2 separate regions of the Capsicum annuum genome follow, and region 2 is linked to region 1. Evidence: chromatin contacts called from public Hi-C data. All regions are on one chromosome and are shown on one strand. The core of a region is the stretch at or near the end of the contact, and the rest is flanking DNA. Distances in the headings are between cores, read along the strand shown. Region 1 overlaps LOC107870806 (ubiquitin receptor RAD23d). Region 2 holds the start of LOC107870802.

Region 1 (6,435 bases), core at 1,798-4,297:
CCAATTTTAGAATGGGCTCCTATCAGATTTTTCATTCTTTTGATATATTATCCACTCAAAAGGAATCTCGTTTGTTGTAAATCAAATTTGAACCCAAGTTTTTGAACAAGCGTTTATGGTTTTTTACAGGTGGTGCTTCAGTTTTCAACCTTCAAACAACCCCAATTTATTAAACAACCCGAAACAATGATTCAAAACTCTTCAAACAATCAATCAACTCAGTTGCTCCCAATTCAAGAATATTGATCCAAAAATAAGATTCAAGACGCACATCGATCAATTTGAACGTTTTGGCCTACAATGGAGTTTTTAAAATAATAAATCAAAAAGGAAAAGAATAAATTTTGAAAATAAGTTTTTAAAAAGGAAGAAGAATTATTGTTGAAGATGGAGAAAAAAATAAGGAGAAGAAGAAAGGGAAAAATAAAAATTTTTAAAAAAAAGAAGAAAAATTACTATATTTATACATGGCAGAGCGTGTGTGTACTACTGCCTACCAAAATATTGGTTATGCTTACTCAGTGTTGTATTTATTTCATTTTAAAGAAGTTCAGGGATAATAGAATCCCCGCAAAGTTAATACATGTTACAACAATTTTCGTCAAAGTTTGAATATATTTCGAACCATTTTCCCAATGTATTAGACAAATGGTAGTTGGTCATCTTTATATATTTTCTATTGTTGAATTACAAAAAGCACAGTATTAATATTCATTTGAATTGGTATTATTTAATAGAGAAATAATTATAGATAAACTATGAAAAACTTTAACAAATAATTTATTTTATTTAATTAAAATGGCAACATGAAATAAAAAACATATCAAAAATTTTAAATCAATAAACATATAGTTAAAACTCAAACGAAAGAGGGGACATAAAAAACATATCAAAAATTTTAAATCAATAAACATATAGTTAAAACTCAAACGAAAGAGGGGACAATTGTTGTCATTACATTTCAACGTTAAATCGTTTAAGTAAATGAAAAATATGTGCTAAATATAAATTTTTTGATAAAGATATCTTGCTTTAAAAAAATCAAATGGTGGATCGGAATAGGGAAAGGAAGAGGGTCGTATATATATTGTTAATTTACTTAGAAAAGGCGTAGCATAAAGTTTCAAGGTATTCATGTGGTATACAAGAGGGCAATTAAGAACATGTTTGATGTCAAGAGCTGAATAAGGATAATGGGAGGAGATTTGGAACACTTTTTAATCATGACGGGATAGCACTAGAAACCAACTCTTAATTATGTTTCTTTTTGCTGGATGAATTAACGTGTCATATCCAAGATGAGCTCATGATGAAGCTGACATTAGGCTAGAGGTCTGGAGACAAAAACTGGAGTCTAAAATATTCAAGTTGAGAAAGACAAAACCGAATACCTCGAGTGTCACTTCAGTGATGTGTCAAAACGTTGACATGGAGGTGAGGTTTATATAGACGATCCCCAAAAGAGGAAGTTTCACGTGTCATGAATCTTTAATTCAAAACATTGGGAGATTGATGATAGTATCACATATCATTTTGATGTAGGATGGATGAAATGGAGGTTCACCTCCGATGTCTTGTGTGATAAGAATGTATCATCAAAATTTAAAAAGAAAGTTCTACAGATTGGTGGTTAGATTGATTCTATTCTATGGGGCAAAGTGTTGGTCAGTTAAGAACTCTTATGTTCAAAAGAAGAGAGCGGTGAAAATGAAGATGCTAAGGTAGATGAGTAGGCATACTAGTAAAGATAAGATTAGGAATGAGGATTTGGGGATAAAGTTGGAGCGACATCCATGGTGAAATAGATGGGGGAAGCGACACTAAGATGATTCGAGCAAAGGAGATGCACAAATGTCCGAGTGAAGAGGTTGGTTGTGGTTAGTTTAAGAAGGGATATAGATAGGCTAAAAAAGTATCAAGAGAGGTTTTCAGACATGACCATGACATATCTAAAACGAACATGACCTTTTGATTGGAGGTAATGGTGGTCGCATATCAAGATAGAGTAGGTAAGTTTTGGCTCGCTTTTCTACGAGATAGGTTTAGTGGTAGTAAGTTTTGGCTCGCTTTTCTACGAGATAGGTTTAGTTGCAGTTTGGTGCACTTACCTTTTTCGCCGTACATACCAATAGTACTAGCACTATTCTCATAATTTCTTGCACAATAATCTCTGTTACCGTGATTTCCAATGCTTTGGTTATGCACAATTTGCATATTGTTATTATTCCTTGTTTGTTGAATTTTGCGTAATATTTTCCTATTATTTGTTATATCTTCTGTATTTTTCTTCGTAAGCTGCTTTAATGTGTGCAACCCAACCCAAGGGTCTCTCATGAAAAGAGTCTCTTCTCCCTTGAGGTAAGTACATTCACCCTATCCTCCCAGTTCCCATCTATGAAATTGCACAAGCTGTATTGTTGTTATATTTTCGCCTTTTTGAAAGAAGCTGAACTTTTACCTTCTCCATGATATTTGAAAAATTACTTCTACTATTTGAGAAAACACTTTCTAAGTTGAGCATCAAGTACAAGATAACCCTTTCGCTATAATCACCAGATGGAGCTGGATCTCAAATATTAGCTCCATTCTGGCACTACGTTTGGCTAGCTTACAGATCCAACATCAAATTTAACCATAATTCTTTTTTGTTCATCAATCATCTCCAAACAAACCGAGAGAGGAGACGGTGAGTCATCAAGCAACAAAAACCAGAACACCTCAGAATTGAAAATGGAAATGCATGCAAATAACAATAGCTTCTGATCATCCACATTGAAAAGGTTATCCCTGGGTCAAACAGTTGAGTTTCCACAAAGGGAAGGATTTTTTTTTTTTTTGGTTGGAGGGTGGGGGGGTGGGGGGGTGGGAGGGAGGGAGGGGGGAGGAGAACTGACAAACTATGTATAAAGACAATCCCAATGGGGTACAAACCGACACTGGAAGAAGAGAAGAAAGAAAAACATGATAACTAGTTATGCCTTTCCAGCTCACCCCTCTCCAGAACTCGAATAGCGTAGAACCCACAACATAAATGAAACTTATTTTTGTCGTGGGGCCAAGAGAGGGAGGCAGCAAAGGAAGCTACACAACATATCCATTCAACCCCTATTTTCACTCTTCAAACTCGTGCATGTGATCTAAAAGGTAGTTAGCAGCGAGCTCCTCATTTTTGTTGCAGGCAAAGAAAACCTCCAGTACAAGGTCATGATCAAAGCCCATTTGCTCAAGCTGCAAAAAGAGGAGAAAAAAAGACAAACAAGTTCTCAAATAAGGGAACAAAGCAAATAGATACACAAATACACAACCACCATGTCACTGATCACTTACACGTTCTATGGCTTCACGCTCTTCGGGTGTTACGGATATAGCCTGTGGCATTGCGGCTGCAAGCTGGCCCAATATATTGTTGCTGATATCAAATAGGGAAAACATGAATCAGTACTAGCATAGCCTTGTATGAGAGTCATTGAAAGCTGAAGAGTAAACATACCCTTCTCCTCCTTCAACAGGCTCATTGATAAGGCGAAGAAAATCAGCCTGGTGCTCCTGTATAAGCCTCATTAGGTGGGGATTCTGCTTGCCTAGCTCCTGAAGCATGGGCTGCCAACAAAGAAAAGAATGAAAAGAGAATCTACACAAATTTTTCCAGGTAGTCCAAACAAGAGACAAACTCAAAAGACAGATTATTTCTGTAAGGAGTGAAACCTGCAAAATTTGTGGATTGGCCTGAACCATTGCCCGTAAAGCTTGGAACTGAGAATGACAATAATTTAGATGAACTTCGCTAAAATGAATTTTCCAGAACTCTGAGGAAGGAAAATGCATGTAGTGAAGGTCAAGAAAATGTCACACAGCATACCTGTTGACTGTTCCTTAGAAAGTCTAAGGTGTTCGCACCAGCAATATTAGATCCCACACTGGGAAGACCCTGCATGAACACAAGGATGACTCAACAGTAAGGTTAGTAAAGTGTTTGCTTTAGGTCCCAAAATTTTGAGAACCCAAAAAACTTTAATAGTAGAATAATATTGAAGATTATAAAATACATACAAAATTTATATCTAAAAAGGGAAGAAAAAAAAAAAAATATATATATATATATATATATGTACTTTTTACCAAAAACATTTGACATTAAACAACTCATTCATACTAATAAATAACTTTAAATTATCATTATTATTGTGTGTAAACATTTTAAGGCAATTTGGCCTTCGGACATTAATTTTTATTAAGACGCAACATCACATCAAAAACTTATCCTAAAATAATTCATCCCAGCCATTCCCCCAGAGAACAAGAATAAAAACATAAAATAAACTGTCTACCTGAGGAAAGAGATTCAAAGGATCTGCATTGGGCCCGCCTGCAGGAATAGGTGCTGGATGTGCTGCAGGTTGAGGCTGAGCCGGCTGATTCCCTGCATGCATGCTGGGTGGGCTTCCGCTAACAGGAGGTACCTCTGCCGTCTTGGGGATACCCTGTTAAACAGAATTTAAGAACTTGATGAGCCATTAGATATAACCAGCAATATGAGGTATTCGAGCAAATCTTAAAGCTACCACCATACATCAAAAGTTCGATGCAAACAAAATTAGACACAAATAGAAATTAATAGCTAATTAAACCAAGAATTTCTATATGGCTACAAACTTACAGAGTACAAGTATTCGACAGCCCTCTCGGGATTGTTAAAAGCTGCCCGTAGGGCTCGAACAACTGTCTCCCTTTCCCACGTTCCACCACCCATGTCAAGAATCTGCTGAATTGCTCCATCAAGGTTGTTACCAGCAACCAAGCTTGAAGCAGCTTGACCATAGACATCAGATCCTGGCCTGGCATATAAATAGATCATTTACTTAAAAGAGATCTTGCAATTTAGCAGAATAGGCAAGGAGAATGTGTTTCTTGAAGAATATACTTACACAGCTGTGGATGCAGGAGCAGGGGCAGAAGCTAAGGCTGGCGCTGGGGAGGGAGCTGCCGCAGGCCTGAAAAATAGCAAGCCAGCAAGTAAGGAATATGAAATGCTTTTCCTCTTCCCATAAAGGTTAATGGATAGATAAAACAAAATAAAAAAGGGTTCATGGAGTGTGATTTGAAACAAACACTATATCCGAATGTTAAATCTAAATTCTGATAGCCATAATATTTTTATTAATTTATTAAAATCTAAATTCTGATAGCCATAATATTTTTATTAATTTATTATTCCCTCATATTCATTTTATATGTCACTCTTTACGATTTAGTCTGTTCCAAAAAGAAAAACACCTTCCTATATTTTTTAAAGCATACAAACACCTGCCTATATTTAGAATCTCTCACTTCATACTTTCCATTACAATAATGATATGCATATCCACAAAAATGCCTTCCTATATTTTTTTGAAGCATACAAACACCTGCCTAAATTTAGAATCTCTCACTTCATACTTCCCATTACAATAATGATATGCATATCCACAAAAATGTCATAGCATTTCTAAGACAAGTGCCAACTGTAATTTCAATATGTGCCAAAAGTCTTTCTTTCTTAAGCTCAATGCACGGCCAAATATCGTCGAGAGAGTAATTTTCATAAATAATATTTAAAAATCTTATGAGAGGAATATGAACGTCTCATCATGTTTAATCACAACATTGTTATGAGTCTTCATTCTTCAAACACATTTATAGTCATCATCACCTGGATGTCTTAAGCTCAACAACAACAATACCCAATGTTATCCTCCCACACCACAAGCACCTGGATGTCTAAGAAGCCGTTGGGCCATGGGTTGTTCACACCTGGATGTCTAAGAAGCCGTTGGGCCATGGGTTGTTCACACTTTATATAAAAATCATTGTTTGGCCATAAAAATACCAAATAGGCAAATACAACTTGAAGTTGTATTTGAGATTTAGAAAACAGCCCAATACTTGTTTTCACTATTTTGACTTTTACTTTTTTCACTTTATAATTTTTTTTAAAGAAAAAAATCCTGAATTTTTATTTTCATAAAATAACCCCATTTAAATTATATTTTATTTTTACATCAGATTTTATATTTTTGAGAAAATGTATTGAAATTTTATTTTTTTTATTGCAAAAACAAAGGTCAAACACAATTCCAATTCCAACTTTCAAAATTCCAAATAAAGTGAATTTTTTTTTTTGGTTTTCCTGGCCAAACGCCTACTAAAGCTCATCAGCTATTATATCTCAATGGACCAAATTAATACATCGCGATGCCATTGCTAATTGGAACAGTAGGGCGAACCCCCAAATTGCACGGCCATATAAAATGATGCAGAAGTGGAAAAAAGTGTTTGAGAAAATATGATATTGAAGAAGGAAAACTCACGATGCAACGGGGACTTGAGCAGATGCAGATGCAAGAGTTGAACTAGGAGCTGGGGTACTTGACTGTGGTGTCTACAAGTCCAAAATCA
Region 2 (6,435 bases), core at 1,715-4,214, 230 kb before region 1:
ATTCTGATCAAGAAATTTTAAATCAGCAATCATATGGTTGGTTGCACCAGTGTCAACAATCCATTGCAGATTGTTCAATCTGTGTAAACCTGTTGACTCAACCATGTTACCTGTAGAATATGTTGTATGCTTAGTTTGTTCCTCCTTGTTTAGCAGCTGCAGAATTTGATTATATTTATCATTTGTAAAGACACAAGGAGTAGTCTGAGGCGCCTGCACCATCTGACCACCAAGCTGCATCTTTGATTCAACAAATTGGTTAAGATTTCCACTGCTCAATTCTTGCATATCACCAGAACTGTCCTGAGATGTGTACTCAACAGCAGCACTACACACAGCATTATGCCCATACTTCTTAGATTTGAAGTCGGGAGGATAGCCAACCACTTTCCAACAGTTTTCTTTGGTGTGACCCCTAATTTTGCACACTTCACATGGCAGATTATAATTTTTCTTAAATCTCTGACCCTGTTGCACTCCAGACTTGTTATACACTATAGATCCAACCCCTTTTGAAAACATTGCAGATTCATAACCTGTAGACACAGGATTAGAACCAAGAATTCCTGCATATCTTTGACCTTCATCACTTACGATCATTGCATATGCTTGGTTAATTGAGGGTGATGGATTCATCATTAGGATTTGACTCCTAGCCTGACTATAGGCCTCATTCAGTCCTATAAGAAACTGGAACAATTTTAACTTTTGTAAGTGAGCAACATAGTCTTTTGAAGTATCACAATTGCAGCCGGGGATGGGCACTAGAGCCTCAAATTCCTCCCATAGATCTTTCAATCTTGAGTAGTATATTGAAACAGATGCAGATGCAGTTCCTTGAGAAAGTGTTGCAATTTCTTTATGATTGCTGAAGGTTCTTGAACCATCAATCTTGTTAAACCTTTCACACAAATCATTCCATACCACCTGAGCACTTGTAGCATACATGATTCCACCTAATAAATTCTTAGCCACATAACTCAAGATCCAAGATATTACAATAGCATTTACCCCCTCCCAATGATTAGCCATATCAGCTGGAAACTTATCCTTAGAACTAGAGCCATTAACTAACCCCAATTTGTTTCTACCTAATAGAGATAATCTCATAGATCGAAACCAGATGGAAAAATTCTCAATTCCAGTAAGTTGAAAAGAAATGATCTGAAGACCACTTACATTAGTGAAGTGCAGAAACAAAGGGTAATTGTAGTCAATTTCCATGGCTCCTTGAGTTCCATTTACAGCTGATGGACCATTGGATGTATCAGTAGGTGTTGCTGCCATTTGTAGAGATTTCTTGCTCAAGCTTTAGCTACTGTTTTCTACGGAATAAACCCAACGACCTTTGCCATGATTGGGATTCTTGATTCTCAAAATTGCAAGGCTTTGATACCATGAACTTAATCTGAGTTCTTGAATCAAGAACTCAGTTGATAAACTCAGAAAGCAGAGAAACCAGAAAGCAGAAAGCAAGCAGAGCAAGAAGAGAAGATGAGGAAGAAGAAACTTGAGGAATTTTCTTATTATTAATTCTCTCTTATGTTGAAAGAGTTATCATCACATATGTATATATAGTGAGAAAAAGGATTGTTCTAGGCTCACCTATCCATAACTAACTAATTTCCAAATAACTGTTAAACCAGTTAGTAACTAACTTCTCAGAAAACAGTTAACACTTTTGTAAAGAAAAGATTGCTTTCTTCTGGTACTTCAACAAAAAGAATTCCTGATTCTGATTTGAAAATTTGCAGCATATGCATTGTGATCCTGTTTCAACCAAAAGCCCCTCCCGAATCCTTTTGTCCCACATAATTAAGATTCCTCCACTAGCCCCTTCGAACTCTACATGAAGTTCTATTATTCCAAATGCTATGAATTAAACTGCTGATGTTTCCTTGTAATTTCGTATCCAAAAGAATATAAACATCTGCCCCCACGGCTTAAGCAAATTCCTGACTAACCCTTTTTTTCCTTCATGGTTTAACCCCCTAACATTCCAAGACACTATTTTTACCCTCATTGTTCCAAATTATTAATTTCCTCCCTCTGTTCCTTGGCTCACCCGCTTTGAATTTCACATGAAAAATGAGATTTCTCAATCCTTTGGCACTGCTTGGTTGCTTGTATTGCTTGCTTTACCCCTGCTATTCTGTTTCTCCCTTGTATTTCTTTGGCTCATTCTCCTTATTAAGGAAAAAATTCTCTCTCATATCCCTTTGTGCACACCCCAAACATTGGGCTCAATTTGACTAAATTGATGTGGAATTTCACCGTTGCTTGAGACTTAAAAACCCTCCTCAGTTATGCTGGCATTAACTGCTAATGGACTAGGTGCATGTAAAAGTTCCATCCGATCCTCTGAAAAATCCATTGAGTCATCAATGACCACACTAAAAACCTCCATGTTGTGGCATTAACTGCTAATGGACTAGGTGCATGTAAAAGTTCCATCCGATCCTCTGAAAAATCCATTGAGTCATCAATGACCACACTAAAAAACTCCACGTTGTTGTATTTCTTGTTGAGTCCTGTATCTTTTTCCTCAGAATAATGTGCATGTTGCAGATTTTCTTCCAGCTGGTTTTGAGCTTCTCCACTCATGCGCATGTAATACTCAGTATCTTCATCTACGGAGGAGTGGTCAAGAATTTTTTTCTGAGGATCCCAGCAAAGGTCGATAGTCAATTAAAGGCTCAACAAAGTTCTTGGGCTTATTTAGGAGGCCCAACATACTTTGGGCTTTGTCTTTTTTCTTTTTTTTTTAAAAACTAGTCTTCCTTCTTTTTTTTATATAACACAATTACTTATTTGTCTCTCGATATCTCAAATATTCTAAACAACTCCATACATATTTATCTTTCATCTTTTTTTTCTTTTTCTTTTCTATTTTACTTCAATTTTATTTTATTTTCTCCCTTTTTTTTTTAGTTTTCTCAATCTTACTTTTTTCACCTTTCTCCTCTCAACTTCTATTTTCAAAAAAAAAAAAAAAAAATCTTTTTTTATTTTACTTTGATTTTTATTTTTTATTTTTTATTTTTTATTTTTTATTTTTAGTTTTTCTCAATCCTTACTTATTTTTTCGTTTTTCCTCTCAACTTCTACTTACTTTTTAAATTTTTTCAAATTTTTATTTTTTTTATTTTTAAATTTTTTTTAATCTTTATTTTTGTTTTGTCTGCTTTTTGGTTTTTTCTCAACCTTGATTTTTTTTTCCTTTTCTTTCCTCAGCTTCTATATTTTCTTTATTTTTTTTATTTTTCTTTTTTCTTTTTTAATATTTTCTTCGTTTTCTTCTTTATTCACAATTTATATTATTTTTTTTCTTTTTTCGATTTCTTTCAATCAAGTTACGCTTCATAAATAAGAGTTGACACTATTACATTGTAGAGACAAGACTCATGATTTTCAAACAAGAAGTTACATTTCATGAGCAAGAATTGACATTATCAAATCGTATTTTGATTTATGAGATGTTCTATAACTCTTACCTTAGAGGCAAGACTTAGCTCAAGAAATTTCAAACAACAAATTATGTCCCGCAGGCAAAAGTTGACACTACCAAGTTACGTTTTCATTTATGAGATGTTCTCAACTCTTGTTTTACACTCTGTTTGGATAATGATTTGTCATGATTTCATAATGTATGGTACAGTATAGTATAATATTGTACTGTATGGTATAGTACAATATAATGTTTGAATGGACTATATCGTTCACTATTGTTTAATAACAGTTTTTTTATTTGGTTTGATGGTATGGTACTGTATAGTAACGGATAAGTTTTCTAAAATGTCCCTAATTATTATAAATTTTAAATTTATCAATAATCGTTAATAAAATAATTTTCTTTCCACAAATTTATCATAAATCATGCCTTGTAAACATATTAAGTTGTTAAATTCATAAAAAAACATCTTTTAATAATTATTTTTACTAAACTTTGGTCTGCTGCCAGAAGGGCGTATCACGGGAGGACAGGAACCATAGTTATTTAAATTTCTAACATTTAAGATTTCATTATCATGATTTAATGTACTTTATAGTTGGGATTCTATCTATCAGTTGTAACTTAAGTGCTTTTATTTGATATTTGATCTCATATTTGATACCACATGTGTTACATTAAAGGAAATTAATCTTGCAATAAAATAGCAAGATAAGTAAAGTAATTGAAGTAACAGATAGTAGTAACAATGTGCAATTATAATCCACCTAACTACGAATAGAATCAAACTATATCATCCATTTTGAAAATCAATAAATACAATATTTCTTTTTATTCATTTAAGAGACAGCGCCTTGTACAAGAAGTTCAAATCAAGAGAACGTCCTAATATACACTCCAATGAACTAGCAATTCAGCAATAAGAATTCAAGTGAAACAAGACTCAAATTTCCTTCCAAGCACCAACTTTTAAAGAAAATAGGCATCTTAAAATAATAAGCAGTTAAAGTTTAAAAAGGCATACCTGAGAGAACGAGCGTAGAAGAAGAGAAGGTGGAAGAATGAAAAAGAACCAAAGGAGAAGTACGCAAAAACGCAGAGGAGAGATAAACAGAAAAGCTAAAAATAAAAATATATTAGGGTTAAAAGTGATATAGGGTGAAGGGTAAAGAGGGATTAAAGAATATTATATAAGGGCATAATTGAAAAAAAAAAAAACATGGGATACCACCAAATCGGTGGTTCTGAAAATTGAGAGATTTCATGGTTACCAAACCATGAAAACATACCATACCATACCATATCTTTTAAAAAACAATCAAAATAAACATTGTTTCCTTGGTAACCATACCATACCATGGAAAACCACCATCCAAACAGGGGCTTAGAGGCAAGAAATAACTCAAGGACATTCAAACAACATTATGCCCAAGAGCAAGAGTTGATACTACCACGTTATGTCGTTCATTTATGAGATGCTCTACAGCTCTTGCCTTAGAGGCAAGACTTAGATCAAGGACTTTCAAACAATAAATTATGCCCACGAGCAAGAGTTGACACTACCACGCTATATCTTCATTTATGAGATGTTTTATAACTCTTGCCTTGGAGGCAAGACTTAGTTCATGGACTTTCAAACAACAAATTATGCCCCACGGGCAAGAGTTGACACTGCCATATTATGTATTCATTTATAAGATATTCTACAACTCTTGTCTTAGGAGCACAACTTATCCCAAAAATTTCCAAACAAGTTACGTACATTGGGCAAGAGTCAACACGAACACATTGTGTTTTTTACTTATGAAATGCTCTGTAACTCTTGTCTTAGAGGTACGACTCAGCCCAAGGACCATCAAACAAAAAGTTATATCCCATAGACAAAAGTTGACACCATCACATTGTGTATTGATTTATGAGATACTTTATAACTTTTTCCTTAGAGGCAAGACTTAGACCAAGGGCTTTCAAGCAACAAGTTGTGCCCTATGGGCAAGAGTTGATATTACAATATTTTGTTTTGATTTATGAGATATTTTATAACTCTTGCCTTAGAGGCAAGACTTAACCCAAGGACTTTCAAGCAACAAGTTATACCCCATGGACAAGAGTTGACACTATCACATTATGTTTTGATTTATGAGATATTCTATAACTCTTGTCTTAGAGGCAAGACTAATCTCAAAGGACTTCCTAACGACAAATCATGTCCTTAAATTTGCTTTGATGTCAAAAAAAGAAAATCTTTTTGCTAATTTTCTAATTTTTTATTTATTAGCAAAATATAATAAAAGTTGAGAAAAAAGAAAAAGAGAACAAATAAAATAAATAAATAAAAAAAAAGAGGTTGAGAAAAAAAGAAAAAAAAAACAAGAAAAAAATAAAGGTTAAGAAAAAAGAGAAGAATAAATAACAAAAAAAAGGATTGAGAAAAACAAACATAAGAAGAAACAAATAGAAATAAAGTTTGAGAAAAATGAAAAAAGAAAAGTCTCTCTATCTCACACTTGAGGTAGTGGTATGGACTGCATACACTTACCCTCCCCAGATCCCACTTGGTGAGAATATTCTGGGTATATTGTTGTTGAGAAAAATGAAAAAAAAAAAAGTGATGAAAAATTTTAAAAATATAAAAATTGAGACTAATGAATTAAATAAAAGAGAGAAATGAAATAAATAATGCTTAAGAAAAAAGTTAAAAAAAAATAAAAGTTGAGATAAATAAATTAAAACAAGAAAAGTTAAGGTGAAAAAAAAAATTTAAGTAGAAGTTGAGACACAAATGAGAATGAAATGTTTAAAAATATTTGAGGTGTAAAGGGACAAAAATGAAATTATACTATACATAAAAAGAAAGAAAGGCTAGTTTTTAAAGATTTTTCTAATGGAGGTCAAAAATCCAAAGTCACTAATTATTATGGTGATTCATGTAATTTTCGGCGTTAATTTGGATAGCAGACCCACTTAAATTTAAATTTCCCTCC

Evidence for each region. Hi-C and Micro-C count contacts between places; a contact is called where the count stands out from the background.
Region 2: a Hi-C map of leaf shows a contact between it and region 1, with 2.3 times the contacts expected there. The contact joins the promoter of LOC107870802 here to the enhancer-like site in region 1. A contact is called at or near these places in 2 of 5 Hi-C or Micro-C datasets (leaf and placenta).

What each region holds. Positions count from the first base shown.
Region 1 is chr5:128,089,038-128,095,472 of UCD10Xv1.1, reverse strand. It overlaps LOC107870806 (ubiquitin receptor RAD23d), which reads right to left. Exons shown (of 12, transcript XM_016717454.2): 4 at 6,348-6,418; 5 at 4,926-4,991; 6 at 4,658-4,835; 7 at 4,329-4,481; 8 at 3,860-3,928; 9 at 3,706-3,753; 10 at 3,491-3,600; 11 at 3,328-3,409; 12 at 2,725-3,228. The coding sequence ends at 3,112. Among protein-coding and RNA genes, the nearest start is that of LOC107870806, 14 kb to the right of the region's middle. Within about 2 kb of position 3,047, at least 5 of the 5 cell types and tissues checked have an H3K27ac peak or open chromatin away from gene starts, as enhancers often do. A contact at or near this core is called in leaf, where this site is marked.
Region 2 is chr5:128,319,239-128,325,673 of UCD10Xv1.1, reverse strand. LOC107870802 reads right to left here and starts at 2,964. Exons shown (of 2, transcript XM_016717449.2): 1 at 111-2,964. The coding sequence starts at 1,287. The region is part of intron 1 of LOC107870804; the gene reads right to left.